Linked DNA regions of Mus musculus: region 2 is linked to region 1. A link is a contact called in public Hi-C data. All regions are on one chromosome and are shown on one strand. Each heading gives the region's core, a stretch centred on a gene start, on an enhancer-like site or on the middle of the called end of the contact. The rest is flanking DNA. Distances are from core to core; before and after follow the strand shown.

What was found. A called contact is a pair of places that touch in the nucleus more often than the background predicts.
Region 2: a Hi-C map of uterus shows a contact between it and region 1, with 2.9 times the contacts expected there. The contact joins two enhancer-like sites. A contact is called at or near these places in 1 of 484 Hi-C or Micro-C datasets (uterus) and 1 of 115 datasets of contacts at active chromatin or transcription factors (embryonic stem cells).

The regions. Positions count from the first base shown.
Region 1 is chr8:127,978,053-127,980,752 of GRCm38.p6, forward strand. No RefSeq gene overlaps it. Among named protein-coding and RNA genes, the nearest start is that of Gm32590, 170 kb to the left of the region's middle. Within about 2 kb of position 1,284, at least 7 of the 459 cell types and tissues checked have an H3K27ac peak or open chromatin away from gene starts, as enhancers often do. A contact at or near this core is called in uterus, where this site is marked.
Region 2 is chr8:128,200,471-128,203,170 of GRCm38.p6, forward strand. No RefSeq gene overlaps it. Among named protein-coding and RNA genes, the nearest start is that of Mir21c, 76 kb to the right of the region's middle. Within about 2 kb of position 1,306, at least 49 of the 459 cell types and tissues checked have an H3K27ac peak or open chromatin away from gene starts, as enhancers often do. A contact at or near this core is called in uterus, where this site is marked.

The sequences.
Region 1 (2,700 bases), core at 34-2,533:
GAACATCAGGGTGAAGTCTCCCTATGCTGTGCCTCAGTGGAGTTGGTCCTGAAGCAGGCAGGGCTCCCAGTCCTCTCCCTCCTTACTTTTGCTCAGAATCTGGGTGCAGCTGAGCCAAAGAGCTGAGGGGGTAGAACTCACTGCTGCCTGTGGGCATCGAGGACAAGGTGGCACAATGGACAGAAACCTCTGCTTGGTAGGACACCATCTCGCAGTTTGATTTTGTATACAAAATTCTATGTGTCAGTTTTCTTTTTGTATTATTTTATGTGCATGTACATGGGTGTGTACACATCTTTACAGGTTTTTCCTCGGGTGCTATTCATCTTGTTTTGTTTGTTTTCTGTTGTTTTGTTTTAAACAGCTTTTCCTCAGTGGCCTGGAATTCTCCATTCAGGATAGACTGACTGGCCAGAGACTTCAAGGGTCTGCTTCTGAGCATCTCTGCCCCACAGGGCTAATTTCACAGGTGCCCTCAGCAAGCTCAGGATATTTGTCTTTATGTAGCTTCTGTGGTTTGAACTCAGGTCCTGGTGCTTGCAAAGCAAACACTTAATTGACCAAGTCTTTTTCTAAGCTCCACACAGGTTTTCTTATCTCTTGGGATTCTTAAATCCTTCCTCAGTCTAAATGAGTACTCAAGGATGTTTTTGTTTGGGGTGGGGGGTACTCTTGTGATGATTGGATGTCCTCTTCCTTTTAAGGTGCTTGGGAATGGATATCGAGGTTGTTTTCTGAGCTCTTCTTTTCTAACTTCCTGTGTAATGAAGTTAAACGTAGGAGTGCAGGATTTTTCAAGGCCATGCCTTTTTTTCATTGAGAAAACAAAAAACAAAAACAAACTCCGACTGTTCTATTTCTGCTTTGGACAAGCCATTCATCCTCCACAACCTTTTCAGAATGATCACTGATGATACGGAGATTGCTATGGAGATTGTCTGAGTGTTTACAGTTCAAGTTGTTCAGACCTGGGAAGGGTTTTAACTGTTTCTTTTATTTTTGTCTCAATGCCTTTGTTTTGTTCTGGCGTCTCCCCTGCCCCTCTCTTCTACAGACTGAAGTAGAATTGACTAACTTTAGGTTGTCACCTCTCAGCAACTTCCCCACCCTCATAATGCAGTGCTTTTCAGAGTGTGGTCCTGGGAACAACATCTGGGAAGGGATGGCTGGGAGAAGGGAGAGGCCCCAGAGAGGGTGGTGGGAACGAACTTGGTGAAAGTGCACAATGAACACAAACAATATCGTTATGAAACACATCACTTTGTGTAATGAGTATGCCCTAAAAAGAAAATGAAACAAAGGAGAGAGAAAGAATATGCAAACAGTTGGGCTGCCCCACACCAGAGAACCAGTATTCATGTTTTAATAAGATTTACAGTAACACTGGCACACATTAAGTTTGATGGTTTCAGGAATGCAGCACTAATAGAAGATATTTGTTTTCTTTTACTTTCTCATCTCCTTATATGCTGCATTAAAAGGCCATGAGATGGTGTCTCCATGCATCTTTTGAGAACGGAGTTCCCTTTTCTGCATTCCCCACCCCCCCGCTTGTCATAGCTCTCAAGAGCCTGCTAATCTCTCTTCCTCATCAAATGCAACCAACTAGTTCAAGAAAGAATCATTTTCTAAAACTCTAGAGCCTCTTTACTCTATGGGTGGCCTCAGCATCCATTACTGAGAACCTATCGGTCATGCAAACTTGCTGGCCCTTCTCTGCTGACACCCCAGCCCACCCTAGGTCCCCAGCCACAGTCCATCAAAGCCCCACCCAGGACCACCCACAGGCCTCTACCTTGGTCCACCTGGACTCTACTCTGGCCCCCAACCCAGCCCAATCCAGCCCTCTGAATCTCTTCTAACAGGGTCCCCAAGGGAGGAATCTGCCAATTCAACTTCAAACACTTTGCTCTGCATGAATATTCCAGACCTGAAGCTGAAGCATTGTTTATAAGTCAGAGTAAAACTGATTAAAATTTTAGCCAAGGGTTCCAGATTTTATTCCAAAGTAAAATATTATATTTGATAATGTGAGTTTTATGGTTGTATCAAAGAAGGGAAGATTTCACTTTATCTGAAATAAATAGATTATACACACAATATTCCATTTAAATAAAAAGCATCTTTTATTTCTCTACCCCAAGGATGGAATCACAGAAAAGAATAGCAAGATGTAGGTAAGAGAAAGAAGTAATTTGCCATCCTTGTAATACAGATCACCCATCCAAGAAAGTACCATGAATGATGTCACAGTAGAGGACTGTAAAGTGGTTTTACAGGGAGCTGTGTTCTTAAAGAAGCACAGCTATGCTAACATCAGTGGATGCTCTAGAATGGAAGACCTATGTAGACTCACAGTTTGAGTGTATGGTGGTCTGTCATAATGGGAAGGCATGGCTGCAGGAATGTGAGAAGTCTAGTTAGTCCCTTTGCATCACAATTAGGAAGGAGAGGGAAGGAGGGAGGGAGGGAGGGAGGGAGAGAGAGAGAGAGAGAGAGAGAGAGAGAGAGAGAGAGAGAGAGAGAGAGATGCTGGGATTCAGTTGGCTTCTTCTAGTTACCCTTCCTGTTCAATCAGAACTCTAGTCCATGAGATGGTGCTATCCACATTCAGGGTGAGCCTTCTCTCATTGAATCATCCCTAAAAATACCGTCATTGCTATATCTATGTGATCCTAAACCCTGTCAAGTTGTCCATGG
Region 2 (2,700 bases), core at 56-2,555, 220 kb after region 1:
CTTGTCCCCTTTGTTGATCTGTTTTCTTCTCCTTTCTGCTTTCATATCTGTGTATATGACTCAGTGACCTAGACTTACTAAATGGAGCAATGGCTATATCACTGAACAAAATGCCTCTTCTTCCCTCAGCAGCCATTACTCGAATAGAGAGACTCAGAAAGTGCCACCTTCTTCTACGTTTACCTTCTTTATATCTCCTCTTTCCTAGTGTTACCTAAGCCTTGGAGAGAGTGATAGAGGTGGCCCACTAAGCACTCAGCAGTTATCTCATTTCCAGCATGGTGACCAGAAAGCAGCTAAGTCTCATTCAAACATTCAGATTAAGCAATAGCAAGTAGGCCTCTGTTAGTAACTTCATTAGCAAGAGAATTCACTAGGCAAGGTATTTAGTTTGGATCCAAAATGGACTGTCTTAAAGGCAGAAGCTCACTCCAGTCTGGGAAACAAGGGCCATGGGCTATTCTTCAGACACATCCAGAGAACAGGGAGTATTTTGTTATTTTAACTAGAATGCAACCTCTGGAGGTCCTTCTGGTAGACATCAATCTTTTACAGTTTACAGCCCATAATGATATATGGGGGGATGTGAGAATACAGTGTGTCAGAGAGTCCCTTGTACCAAATAGGAAGACAGACCGAACTTTAATCTTTAGAGCAAGAAAAATGCATCCTTTTTGCTGTGGAATTAAAAGGGGATGAGCAAATTGTAAGTGATTTTTTAAAGCATACAATAAGACTTCCAGCCCAATTCATGGGGGGGGGGTAATTGGTACTTCACATCAGTATTTTTCATGAACTATTTGAAAAACAGAGAAAAATGTGTTATTTCTCTGGAGCCACATCCCACTGTTCTTCAAAGCATATTGCTGAGGAATAAATAATCATTCCCCACTGGTGATTGGCACATTGAGCAACTTTGTGTTGGGCAAAATGTATCAGAAAGCCAACAGTTGATTTTGGACCTAATATATCCAGAGTCCTTGGAGTGAAGAAAAATTTTAAAAGATGCCACACCCTCTAGAGGAGGGTCACACTCAAAAGTGTCTGTTGACTCTGGGGGACAGGAGTAGGGTCCTGTGTAGATAAAAACCCTGACTGTGCCCACAGGGACATTGTATTTCTTGACTGCATTTGGAACTTCACTTCCTTAGTTCCAATACAGTGAAACACATCTGTGACATTTACCCTTAAATTAGATGAAAAATGATCTCAGGACAAACTAATTTGTTGGAAAATGCTGTGTGTTCCTGGTGTTTCTCATCTTCGTGGGAAAAGTTGGAAACCTAAGTAAAACGATTCCCATCCCCTGTGGGGGAGAAGGGGGACAGAGCAGAGCCTGCCAAGGTAATGTGTTGTAGATTGCGTATGGAAGGGAGGTTAACTATCTCAGAGACAAATATTTTGTTATTTCTTGGCAGAAGGTTGAGGAGTGGGCGTTTGAAGTTAATGCCCTGAGTCCTGCTTCTAAATGTTTCCATGTCCTTCTGGCAGCCATGTGATATTAAAATCTTCAGTAAATTAAGTAAATGAGTAAAACATGTTCCATAATGAGATGGGGACAGGCTTCATGAATTATTCCTTCCACCCATGAAAATATCACCAGGTAACCTGCAGAACACATCTTGGTCTCTTGTGTTTCTTCTTTAGAACTAAAAAAATCCAAAGACTACATCAGGGCATAAGGATAGCCAGTGACTTATTCATCATGTTCATGTTCTTTCAGAAAATACCCTATTTCAGTATCTATCTCTATGGGGGCGCAGACTTATAGTTCTGGAACACCAGAGCTTTCTCTTCCTGTGAATCAACTCTCCTGTAGCTGCAACTTCCTCATCTGTGAACTATCCCGAGCTGGCAGGTGGTGGAGGTGCCCATGTTACTAGCTCATGGGATTTACTGCCTCCACATTCCTGTTTCTCCTCCCTGCCAACCTACAGATCAGATCTCTGAAGATCTGATGTAGATCTATAGATAAAGATCTCAGTGAAGCTAAGAAGCAGGCATGTTTGGCTGCTGTGCACTTTGAAGCTATTTTTATGCTTTCTAGCTTTCTCAGGAAGTTGCCCAGGGGCTCAGACTCAACTTAAGTGCAGCTAGGATCTGGGAACCTGCTTACAAAGCTCTCAGTTGCTGAGTGCCCACATTCTTGTCTTGCTTCAGATTTGCATTGTCATGCTTACCCAGAAGTTTGAAAAGCATCCCAAATTGTGAGCCTTCTAGATGGCAAAACCAACATCTTCATTGCATCAGTTCCTGTGGTCATGGCTCTCAATACAGAGATGGGCCTGCCTAGCTGTTCTTCCTGCGGCTCAGTTAGCATCCAACTTCCTGACCCAAGCCAAAGCATGAGCACGACCTTCTAGAAACTGATACTCAACCTAACAGCCAACTATATGCCAGTTATATGACCTATGATCTTGCTCTCTTCTCCCTATACTATCTTCCTACTTCATCATAGTTGAGGGGCCTTGTCTAGACTGATCCAGTAAAAATCATCCTCATGGTATCAAGGAATTTGCATGTGTATACTCAAAGGAAGAGAGAGATTGGGGGCAAGGATGTGGCTTCAGTCCCTGAAGTCTTGAGGTCCAGCACTGCATAAATTTGGTGTGCTGAATCTTAGAGTCAGCCTTGGCTATATAGCAAATTCAAAGCCAGCTTGGGCTACATGAGATCTTGTCTGATAGACAATACATAGTG